Linked DNA regions of Rattus norvegicus: region 1 is linked to region 2. Evidence: chromatin contacts called from public Hi-C data. All regions are on one chromosome and are shown on one strand. The core of a region is the stretch at or near the end of the contact, and the rest is flanking DNA. Distances in the headings are between cores, read along the strand shown.

Region 1 (5,936 bases), core at 2,079-4,578, 52 kb before region 2:
CAGCATGGGCCCGCTGAGGCACCCCCTTTCCCATGCCTCCATAGACTATAATCCCCCCTCTCTTTATCTTTTTATAAACACACCACTGTTAATACCCTAACTTTGAGCACTAGCAACCAGGGGCTTGGTGAGTCCAAGGTCCCACTGGGAGTAGCCAGTCTAAGATACCACCCTACATGGTATCTCTCTGTATGTAGTTATCAGGCATGAAACAAAGACACTCTTCAGCACAGCAAGGATACCACAGGACAGGCTCTCCTCCCTCAGTTCCAGACCAGACTAGGGAGTTTAACTAGGACAGCAGACATGTCAGAAAGCAACAGGAAGGGGGTAGGGCTCAGCATTCCTTCTCTTTCTGACCTGCTCCATTACAGAGTTTGGGAAAAGCAGCTTTGGATGCTTGGTGAAAGGACCAGACACTCTTTCCTGTACAGACAGCACTGGTCTGTCCGTGGATGTTCACCAAGACACGTTAGAACTTTGTTTTCCAAGACAGGGTTTCTCTGTGTAGCCTTGGCTGCCCTGAAACTCACTCTTTAGACCAGGCTAGCCTTGCACTCAGAGATCTGCCTGCCTCTGCCTCCCAGGGGCTGAGATTAAAAGTGTGAGTCATCACCACCACAGGTTAGAACTCTGATATTTAATACATTCCTCAGTGTTAAGAGAATGAAATGAATTTCTAAAATATAGTCAAGTTACTTAAGCCCTCCTTCATAACCATGGCTTATAAAGGCACAAATGGCTTAGACTACAGTCTGTCTTTTACAGATGTCTTTTCTCAGGAAAGCATCTGAGGCCTGTGTAGGAAGACAGGAGGCTATTATGCCCGTCCCTACCAGGTCAGCCTCCCACTGAGGCTACTCAAAGGAAGGTCCTTCCTAGTGGTTCACTTGGACAGAAAGCGACACTGCTGGACAGTACTGTGTTGCTCTGATTGTCTTTCCTCTGTCCCTTCCTCCCTTCAAATGAGGAGGAAATACAGTAAGTTCTCAGGCTAGTGAGGGGATTCACAACCCTCTGGACAGTCCTCAAGGGCCTCAGCACAAGGCTACAAATAAGTTCTCTTCTTGGGCCCAGTTTCACTGTCTGGAATCTGTACACCCTCCCTCCTTGGGCTGCTTCCTGATACCCTGGGTCTCTGGGACCCTGCCTCAGTATTCATCCCAGACTGTTCCTACTACTATTTGGATGGTTTTCAAATCCATGGTGGTCTGGCCCCAACATCTCCTGCCTCCTATGACTTCACACCTCTGAACAGATTCCCGTTCATCTGCCTAGCAAACTCCTATGCACCCTACAAGCCACACTCCGGTAGCCTCTCACCAATCCTATGTTTTACCCACCAGGCCAGCCTCCTGCTACATCCTACAATAACTTGCCCTGGAACTTGCTACATAGACAAGCCTGAAGGCTCACAGAGATTCGCCTGCCTCTGCTCCCAAGCCTGAGAATAAAGGTGTGCACCCCAATGTTGGCCCTTAGAAAGTATCAGATTTCAGGAGTGGAGAGCGCTATGCCACCATGTAGCATTTTCCCACCTTTCTTTCCTTTCCTTCCCTCCCTCCCTCCCTTTCTCTGATTTCTCTGTCCCTTTTTAAAAACACCCTATTTATTTATGTATTCATTTGTGTGTTTATTTGAGGCAGGGTTTCTCTGTATACCCTTAGCTATCCTGGAACTCACTCTGGACCAGGCTGGCACTGAATTTAGATCTGCCTGCTTCTGCCTCACAGATGGTGATAAAAGGTGTGTGCCACTATACCCAGCTACTACTTTTTTTTTTTAAATAGGGAAACTTGATAGGGCCAATTTTTTTTAAAGATTTACTTATTTATTACATATAATGTACACCATCACTGTCTTCAGACACACCAGAAGAGGGCACTGGGTTTCATTACAGATGGTTGTGAGCCACCATGTGGTTGCTGAGATTTGAACTCAGGACCTCTGGAAGAGCAGTCAGTACTCTTAACCACTGAGCCATCTCTCCAGCCTCCAGCTACTATTTTTAATTATGCATATTTGTGTGAGTCTGTGCATGTGAGTGCTAGTGTTTTTAAAACTAGAGGTATAAGATCCCTCTGGAGCTCAAATTACAGATAATTGTAAGCCCAACATGGGTGGTCACAATCCCAAACAAGCCCTTTGCAAGAACAGCAATTTTTTTTTCTTTTGTGGTTTTTCTTTTTCTTTTTTTTTTTTTAAAGATTTATTCATTTATTATATATAAGTACACTGTAGCTGTCTTCAGACACACCAGAAGAGGGCATCAGATCTCTTTACAGGTGGTTGTGAGCCACCATGTGGTTGCTGCGAATTGAACTTAGGACCTCTGGAAGAGCAGTCGTCACTCTTAACCGCTGAGCCATCTCTCCAGCCCCTTTTGTGGGTTTTGTTTTTTTGTTTGTTTGTTTGTTTGTTTTTGTTTTTGTTTTTGTTTTTGTTTTTTTTTTTTTTGGGGTTCTTTTTTTCGGAGCTGGGGACAGAACCCAGGGCCTTGCGCTTCCTAGGGAAGCGCTCTACCACTGAGCTAAATCCCCAACCCCTTTGTGGTTTTTTTAGAGGAGGTTTTTCTGTGTAGTTTAGCGGTCCTGTAACTCTCTCTGTAGACCAGGCTGGATTTGAACTCAGAGATTCGCTTGTCTCTGCCTCCCAAATGCTGGGATTAAAGGCTTGTGCCACCAAGTCCGACTGCAATATCTGTTCTTAACTGCTAAATCATCTCTCTAGACCATCTTTTAAAGGAAGACATTTTTATCTGTATATGTGTATAGCTGGGGGTACGGGGAGGGTAAGGAGAGCAGAGGACAACGCGTGGAAGTTGGTTCTTTCCTTTGACCATGTGGGCTCCTAACTTACAGCATCAAACTTGGAGCAAGCATCTTTACCTATTGATACCTCTTGCCGGCCCCGTTTCTTTTTCTTTTAAAAGGGTTTGTTGTAGGCTGCTGTCCTCGAACTCACAATGTACCGGAGGATGACCTTGATTTTCCTGTCTCAACCTCCTAGGGACTGGTATTACATATGTAGGCCACCACTCCCCGCTCTTAGGTCGCTTCTAAGGTCTAGTGAACCCCCAGAGTGGTCCAACAGAACGAGGCCACCCTATGCAGCCGGCCTTCATTCAACACCCGCCGGCCGCGTTGGCCGCGGAGGGCGCATGCGCGGGTTCCGGAGGCCTTTTCCCGGCGACCCCGAGGGCGGTGCGTGGACACGAGTCTTCGCGGGCTGGCGTGAGCGCGCGCCGGGAGGGGGGGGGCGTGTGCAAGGCAGGGGCGCGCTCGACGCGCATGCGCAGCACCAGGCGGCTGTGTGAGCCAAGCTGGGAGATGGCGGCAGCTGCGGTGGAGCGGAGAGTGTGAGCGCCGCCCGGGAGCCGCCGGCCCGGGCGCAGTGCGACCCCGACCCCGCCCGCCCGCCTGCCCACCATGGGCAACGAGGCCAGCCTGGAGGGCGGCGCGGGCGAAGGGCCGCTGCCGCCGGGAGGCTCTGGTCTGGGTCCGGGCCCCGGAGCAGGGAAGCCGCCTTCAGCACTAGCTGGCGGCGGACAGCTCCCCGTGGCTGGTGCTGCGCGAGCGGCGGGACCCCCGACCCCTGGTCTCGGTCTGGTCCCCGGCCCTGGTCCCGGCCCCGGCCCGGGCAGGTAAGAGCGCGCGTCTGGGCGCCTGGGGGGCAGGGAGCTGTGGTCTGAATCTGGGGCCGGGGCCTGGAATCCCACGATCTTGTGGACAGCAGGTTCGGGTCTGTCTGCACTCGAATCCTGCCAGATTGGCGTGAGCTTGGTGGTCGAGGTGAGCGACCCAGGGTTTCCAGCCGCCCCGCCTTGACAGGACAGGATGGTGAGTACAGGGTTAGTCAGGGCCTGCAGACCGTGACTTCGTCACATTCCCCCAATTTTCTTCCCCATAGCGCAGGGGCCCAACAGCTCAGGAGGGGCTTATGTAACCTTAGCCTGGTCCCTCTGCACAGGGGAGCAATGGGATGGAAGACATCCTCCCTGTCTGCCAGCGTCTGCATATGTCCATTGTGTTGGGTCGAGAAAGAGCACAATGGGAGTGGCTATCAGGGAAGATAAGTGTCACTGCTAAGGAACAGGGAAAGATGGGAATAGTTGAGCCATGAACTTGGTCTTTTGCTTTCCGCAAGCATTTCATGGCTGTCAGTGTCTTTGAGGAAAAGGAAATTGCCCACTGGATACTATCAGGCCCGATAATACTCACAGTCATGTGCTTTCATCAAGGGTTCGTGAACACTTTCAGGTTGAAGCAAAAAACGCTAGTGAATTACCTCCCACCAAATATGAACTCGTTGCTTAATGATTTAGCTCAACACCTCCAGCCAGTGGGAAAGCCAAAATCCACACAGAATGGTTTAAACCGAATAGATCTGGCCAAATATTTTGAGCCCAGCTTGTTTTAGGTGTTTGCCAAACCCAGATTCTGCAAAAACAAGTTGCAACGAAAGCAGAGGATGTGAATGTTGATCTGTGTCAGCCGACTCAAGACTACCAAGAGATGACAGGGTAAAACGGAAGACGTTATTTTTACACCAGTTGAACCTGGGGAGTAGCATCCCCCTTGGGGGAAGTGCTTCTATCTCCAATATATAAGCTGCCAATATATATGTTGCTTTGCTTTTTCCGGTACACAAAAACTCCAAGGAAGAATAATGTTTGCTTTTTCAGATGTCCAACTATGCCTCCTGTGTTTATTTCTTCAGAAGTCTTTTCTTAGACAACTCACAGTTATGAAGAGATGTCAGTAGCCTGAAACCGTCTCAAACAAGCCAGCCCATGAACGTACCTTTTAGAGATGGAATTTGCTTGTTTTACAATTTGCTATTCCAGCAATGCAGTTGAGTAGCACAGCTCTTAGCCCTGGCAACACTGTCCGTCTGGCTGTGTGTAGAGTTGCTTGTTTGGATTTTAGCTTGAGAAAGAGGCTCACCAAGCTTCAGCTCTCTCCCTCCAAGGGAAAGCTGCAGCTGACTGGAAAAACACCTTGTTGTTATAGGGGGGAATTTACCACTTCCCTACCGGTTAACCACACTGGCTGCTGTACTCGCTGTTTATCAGACATTGCAGAAGCAAGCATATGGAATTTTGGGAAAGGCCTGGCAGCTTAGAGGGACAGGAAAGAGACTGCTGTATGCTGCCCATACGCCTCGGTGTTCCATTTCTGTTCTACCTATAAATCCGGCTACAGTGCAGACATAGCCACTGCCATACACGCAGAAACCATGGGCTACTGCTGGGGTTAGCAGTCATAACACATTTTACCAGCTGTGGGCAGGGCTCACGCACTGACCTGTGTTCCTGAGGTCTTTCGGTTTTGAGGCTTGGGAGGTGAGCTGTGTGGTTTGTCCGTAACACTGAAGACTGAGGACCCTTGAGGGGGTAGGATTCACTCTTCTAGCTCCTAGTCAGTTCATCACAGCATCTCAGCGAAGCAGACAGCGCTTCTGTCTGTCTGTCTCTCCCTCAGAGTCGGGATGGCTTCTAGTTCCTCTCACCAGTGCATTTCAGGTACCTGATACCAAATTTAGCATGTTCTGTTCTGAGATGCCGATGAACAGATTGGCCCATTGATGGAGAAGAACCCCATGGCATGTGCCTCCAGGCATTCACCAAAGAGCATTGCTCAGGGATATATTTGTTCCCAATGAGATCTTGAATTTATAGCAGCCAGAAACCTTATAGTATCGGGGAAGGGGCCAAAAGAGGATGTGATTAATTTTCTAAACCCATAGGGGAACAAAAGTGAGGTTCCTAGGGAGTGGAACCCTGGCTCTCTGCTATTGCCACATCGCCTCCTGTCACCTCAAGCTGAGTTCGTTCTTTTCATCCTCATGCTGAGCTGACTTGGGCTCTGTGAGGGGGTGGCTTCCGCGTTCAAGGCTGAAGAGCCTGACTTGAATTCAGTAAGCATAGGTGCTGC
Region 2 (6,385 bases), core at 1,035-3,534:
GGGTATCATGGTGCCTACCTGTGATCCCAGTTCTTTAGAAGTAGAGACAGGGGAAATCAGAAATTTGGGGTCAGTTTTAGCTACAGAGTGAGTTTGAGGCCAGCCAGGGCTACATGAGACCCTGTGTCAAAGAAGTCCACCCACGTGAGCTGCACTACTAGATCACTGACTAGACTCTGTTCTCCATCTACCCTACAGCCTGATGCCAAGAAGCTTGTCAGGGCTTGAGCACAGGGTACAGTAAATGGCGACTGAGATGATGTCACTGTACAAGAGAAAGGACAGTGATGGGGCCTGGGGTCACTCCAGGTTGGAAGGGACCTGTGTGAGCTACTTCTGTCAGATGTGTCTCTAACGACCACTTAAAATGTCATTTCAGTGTTTCCCGGAGACTGGACCCCAAGGAGCCCCTGGGCAGCCAGAGAGCAACTTCTCCAACCCCAAAGCAAGCTTCTGCTACTGCTCCTGGCCGAGAGAGCCCCCGAGAGACAAGGGCCCAAGGCCTGTCAGGCCAGGAGGCCGAAGGTCCCCGCAGGACACTGCAGGTAGACAGCAGGACACAGAGATCAGGACGGTCCCCCTCCGTGTCACCAGACAGAGGCAGCACTCCCACATCACCCTATTCCGTCCCCCAGATTGCCCCTCTTCCCAGCAGCACCCTGTGTCCAATATGCAAGACATCGGACCTCACATCAACCTCCAGCCAGCCAAACTTCAACACCTGCACCCAGTGTCACAACAAGGTCTGCAACCAATGTGGGTTCAACCCCAACCCTCACCTCACCCAGGTAAGGACCTCAGTCGGCACCACTTGTGTTTGACCGCTGCCTCAACAGCATCTCTCCTCTGCTCCCTTCCTTTCCTTCTACCAATCCTGACCACAGCGACTTCCCTTACCCACCAGCGCCCGTGAATCCTGATGATGGGGGTAGTGGCGGTGGTTCTGGGATGTGGAATCAGAGGTCAAGATCTGGCCCCAGGTCTCCTGAGAGATTCCTGTACCCTGAAAACTGAGAAGGAGCAGGAGCAATGGCTCAGCAGTTACGAACACCACCTGCTCTTCCAGAGGACTGGGGTCCATTTCCCAGCACCCACAAAACAAATCACAATCATCTGTAACTCCAGTCCCAGGGACTCCAATGCCCTCCTCACACAGCGTGTACAGAGACATTCTTGCAGGAAAACACTCAGAACTCACAAAAAATAAACCGAACCAAACCAAACCAAAAACCCTTTTAACCTGGTGGTGGTGGCATCGCATGCCTCTAATCCCAGCACTCAGGAGGCAGAGGCAGGCAGATCTGTGAGTTCGAGGCCAGCCTGGTCTACAGGGTGAGTTACAGGACAGCCAGGGCTACACAGAAAAACAAAACAAACCAAATAAACCAAACAACCCGAAAACTTAGAGTCTCAGAATAGAAATTAAAAAAACAAACAAAACCTGGTTTAATTACACCGTGGTGGGGCAAAAGAAAAGAACCACTTCTTCTGGTGATCCCTCTGTTAGAGGTGACCATGCATGCCTCTGGAGGCTTCCCTAGCTCTGGGTCTGCCTCTCCCCTTGACAGTCCTGCAGAGGGACACTCCTAAGAGGACCAGATTTCTAGCAGGACCTAGGAACTGCCTTCCAGCAGGGATCTGGACAGCTCCTCTCTAGGTTCGGTTCCAGCTATCTGAGGTCCTGAAGTGGTGAACTAGACTATCCTCTCCAATTTCATGGTAGAAACCAGGCATTCACAAGGGTAATCATACTCACAGAGGGCTATGCTACAGGACTAGATCCATGAGTTTAGCCTCTTTTGCCCCAAAGAACTGTCGATCCACATCGTCATCATGTTCAGGATGCTCTGTGTTGGAGGGAGATGCCTAACAGAGCTTTTGGGGGCTCCCTTTGGTGACCCAGAGGCTGGGTGCTCCTATGTGTTACTAAGTTGGGGCTATATGTTTGAAATACAGTTTATCCATTTTCTGGCATCCTTGTATTTCTCCAGGGGGACCCCTAGGAGTCTCAGCTTCTCCCCCCAAAGACTCTGCCCCGGACAGGATGCAGAGTAGCTTCTGTAGGCAGCCACTGGGATGTATCAGCAGCTGGGGTTGTTTGGACGAGTGGGAGGGGGATAAGTGAGAATAACTGTTAACAGGTCAGGGTCTATATCTGCCAAAGTGAGGTGCTGTGGGTGTGGGATGTGTGGTTTTTTGAGAGGTACGTGTGAGATTCCGAGGAAGGAGCTGTTGGTGTGGGGCGATGACTCAGTGCATTTGGAGTTGCTCCTGGAATGTGGAGGCTTCCTGAGGAGGCGTGCTCGCTCGTGATTACTGCATCTGTGATTAGAAACAGACCCATCCCTGCACTGATCAGTTAAGTAAGCGTTAGCTGTCCCATATTGGGAACAGTGTGATCAAAAGCTCACCTGTTGGATCCTACCAACTGAGACGCCACAAGCCCCTGGCCTCCCAGGAGCAGGAAGACTTGGCTGATGGTCCGTGTTTCTGAGGGATGGGCCCTCCTCGTGAACCCTTTGGATTTCCGACTCCATGAGATGCTCACTTGTGCTGCAGCCCTAGGTGGGGTGGGCGAGAAGAAAGAACCACACGTGGTGGGTATCCCAGCACCCCCTATGCCACAGCCTTAGTTAGCCTCCTGCCTACTTCAAGCCCAGAACCTTTAGCAAGATGGGAAGGGAGCCAGACTTTGACTGTGCCTAGAAAAACAGCAGAGTAGGAGGTCCTGAGACACTCAGTCCATCTGCCTCGTTGTGCTGGGCGGAAGCTGGGGCTCAGGGCCAGGAGGAAAGAGGGCCTCAAACTTACTGCAAATTGACAGTATTCGATGGAGAGCAAACATCTTGGCCAAATACTTCAAACAAATTCTGGGCTGGACAAATCAAGCAGTCCCTTAGCATGAGCTCCTGGCATCCTTGGGGCACCCAGAGTTCTAAGACAGCGATGAAAGCTGGCAGCCCTTCCCAGGCTGGCTGCTCCGGAGCATGGGAGAAGCCCCCTGCTCCACAGCACCACATTTGAAAACTGCAGCCCTAGTCTGTTGTACAGGCCCATGCCCACCGATGTTCTATTCTGCTGGGGCCTCCAGACACAATCTTTGCTTTCCCGGAGCTGGCTGTCCTGTCAGGGGAAGTCAGACCTTGGCACATTTTCCCGAGGAGTGGCAAAGCATAATGTTCAAATTGGTGCCATTGCCGTTTGTCACGTACTGAGAGCAGAGTCACCTCCCTGGTCACACCTTAATATGAAGAGGAAGCCACTCTACAGGCTTTGCTTGCCATCTGTCCAATCCGCCTAGGGAAACCACTTCTATTCTGCACACCTCTAACTCAGTTCAGGCTGGTCACTCCTCTGGAAGAAGGCCATGTCTTCTTGGATTTTTTTTTTCAGTTCAGGGCAGGTAAAGAATTTCACCTGAGGGCTGGAGAGATGGTTTAACAGTTTAAGAGCACTTTCTACTTGACACAAGAGCAGAGGACCTGAGTTCTGTTCCCAAGTACCCACAAGGCAGCTTACAGCCATCTACAATTCCAGTTCCTAGGGAATCTGATGCCCTCTTCTGGTCTTCGTGGATATTGCATACACGCGGTGCACTTAAGTGCATACAAGCAAAAAATAAAAAGTGAAATAAAAATAAATCCTTTTTAAAATTACAAAGATTTCAGCTATTAGGAACTGTGCCAAGAGACCATGTAGAGGGTTTCATTTTGGTGCCAGTTCTGTTTTTACCACACACAAGAAACCCTTGCTCTGACATCACGTTGGTAGTTAGAGGCCAGGGATGCTAACATTCTGTGCTGGGCATGGGAAGTGAGGGAGTGCTTCTCCTTGTCTCTTCCTAGAAGCAGGTGCCCAAGGACCAACCTCCATGGCTTTGCCAATGCTGCAGGTCCAGTCAGGCTGGTCGGCAGCCTCTCCAATCATCTGCAATAGGAAGGAGGCCATATTGCCTTTGTCTATTCTAGCAGTCTGAGGGAGAAGTCAAGGCAGAGCCATGTAGCTGCCGTAGAGGTGAGGAAGAGGAGCCAATGGCCTAGAAGTGAGCTGCAGGAGAATCTGAGCAGTGAGCCTCAGAGCCTCTCACCCACCGAGAGCAGTCCCGACAGCACACTGGCCCAGGCCTCCTGGAGACAGGTGTGTCCTTGGCCTGCGAGCCCCAGGAATGTGTGCAGTATAAGGTACAACATACGCAGGCTTCAGTCCAGGCAAGTTCTGCCAAAACACTTCCTCCAGGTGGCCACAGCCTGGGCCTCCCGTGTTCTTCGCATATGAGGGGTGTGAGGGCTGCTATCCCCACCGAGACAGGGCTTCTCTGTTTCACCCTGACTGGCCCAGAGATAGATTCACTTCAAAGCTCCACTTGAGAAAATTACCAAGCTGATGAGCTGGATCAACAGGTAAAAACACTGGATGCCAAGCCCGACAATCTGAGTTCAACCCCAGGATCTGCACAGTGGAAGGACAGAAGGTGTTTTTTGATCTCCAAGACACACACACACACACACACACACACACACACACACACAGACACACACACACACTCACAGACACACACATAATACACACACACACACAGACACACACACATTCACAGACACACACATAATACACACAGACACACACACAGAGAGACACACACAGAGACAGACAGACACACACACATACACACATATAGACACACACATACACAGACACATACACACACACATATATAGACACAAGCACAAATACATACACGTAGAGAGACAAACATAGACATACACAAACATGCAGACAGACACACACATATACACATACAGACACACATAACACATACACACATATATACACATACACATATACACATACACAGACTTATACATCACATACAGACATACAGAGAGAGGGAGAGAGAGAGAGAGAGAGAGAGAGAGAGAGAGAGAGAGAGAGAGAGAATATATAAAGAAAAATTGTTTGAAAGCACTAAAGAGGGAGAGAGTGTGGTCAGGACCTTATCTATTCCAGGTTTAGATGATGCTGAGGCCAAAGCAGGTATGTTTAACTTCCTGTCCCCCTACCCCTACCCTAATGGCAAGCCTTGGGCTTAGATGCTTACCCAAGGCAGGTTGTGCAAAGAAGGGAGGGAGCCCATGTAATGGTCTAAGCCTCTCCCTCTAATGCCTGCATCCCACTCCTTTCCCAGCAAGGGCCAGGGCACCAGATGGCCCGGGGGTGGTGCTATGAGCAGCACAGAACCCTCAGCCCTAGCCAGCAGCCTGTCCCCTTTCCTCTGTCCCCTCCTGGCCACACTGCTGCTTGGGCCAGATTCAGATGAGGAGAGGTGTCATAAGGGCATGGGATGAGTCCTTCTTCAGGAGGAGATGGCTATAGCCCTTCCCTCTAACCCTAAATAAAGTGGAAGTGGACCTCTAGGCAGGCTGGGGTAGGAAAGGGATCTTAACCACCATGTGCCTAGTCAGATTGCCTTATAGTAGTCACCTTGATTTAAAACAACAACAACAACACCTTTCAGTCAGTAAGGGAAGTCCTCCAAGCTACTACAAGCTCTTAGGGCAGCCAGCCCTGTTGCTAGAACATGGCCCCAGGCTGACTGATTTCAGGGGACAGGACCTCAGTTGGATCTGCAGGATGAAGAACAGACCCACTGGAGACACGGGAGAGACAAGAGTGCCACAGTATGGACTGTTTCATAGCCGAAGCCATCAGGCATGGAGAGCTGGCCCTAGCCACAGAAGAAGGCTAGGCATCAGCTGAACATGAGTGGGAAAGTAATCCAGAGCAGAAAACGCAGAGTTTATCCCTAAGACTTACATTTTTATATGTAAAGTCAAAGGAAAGAGGATGGAGACAGTGAAGTAAAGACGGCCAAGAAAAGGGGTGATGAGATGGCTCAGTGGGGAAAGGTGCTTGCTGCCAAACCTGATGAACCAAGTTCAACTCCCAGGACCTACATGGTAGAATAAGAGAGCTGGCTCTTGCAAGCTGTACTTTGACCCCTACACAAAAGCTGTGGTGCGTGCCCACAGAGGCACACACAAATAAACCCCCAAATTTCAAAACAAAGTTGACAGGAAAAAAAAAAACAAAACACAGAGGGAGGTAGAGAGATGGCCTTGTGGTTAAGAGCACTTGCTGCTCTTCTAGAGGACCAGAGTTTGGTTCTCAGCACTCAGGTAACTGCCTGTAACTCCAGCTCCTGGAGATTCCATGCCCTCTTCTGGCCTCCACAGGTACTGTCCATGCTCACACACATAAAAGTAAAATTAAAAAAAAATTAATGAAAAAAGAGACCCTGTTTCAAAAAAGTAAATAAATACATAAAGTCAAGCTAGGCACAGTGATGCATATCTTTAATCCAACCATTCTCCATGCAGAGGAGAGT

Evidence for each region. Hi-C and Micro-C count contacts between places; a contact is called where the count stands out from the background.
Region 1: a contact with region 2 is called in a Hi-C map of frontal cortex, with 3 times the contacts expected there. The contact joins the promoter of Bsn here to the enhancer-like site in region 2. A contact is called at or near these places in 11 of 12 Hi-C or Micro-C datasets (the A7r5 cell line, the Rat2 cell line, Schwann cells and 6 more).

The regions. Positions count from the first base shown.
Region 1 is chr8:117,751,804-117,757,739 of GRCr8, reverse strand. Bsn (bassoon (presynaptic cytomatrix protein)) reads left to right here and starts at 3,328. Exons shown (of 12, transcript NM_019146.2): 1 at 3,328-3,643. The coding sequence starts at 3,429.
Region 2 is chr8:117,697,865-117,704,249 of GRCr8, reverse strand. It overlaps Bsn (bassoon (presynaptic cytomatrix protein)), which reads left to right. Exons shown (of 12, transcript NM_019146.2): 2 at 380-788. Among named protein-coding and RNA genes, the nearest start is that of Apeh, 40 kb to the right of the region's middle. Within about 2 kb of position 2,284, at least 29 of the 93 cell types and tissues checked have an H3K27ac peak or open chromatin away from gene starts, as enhancers often do.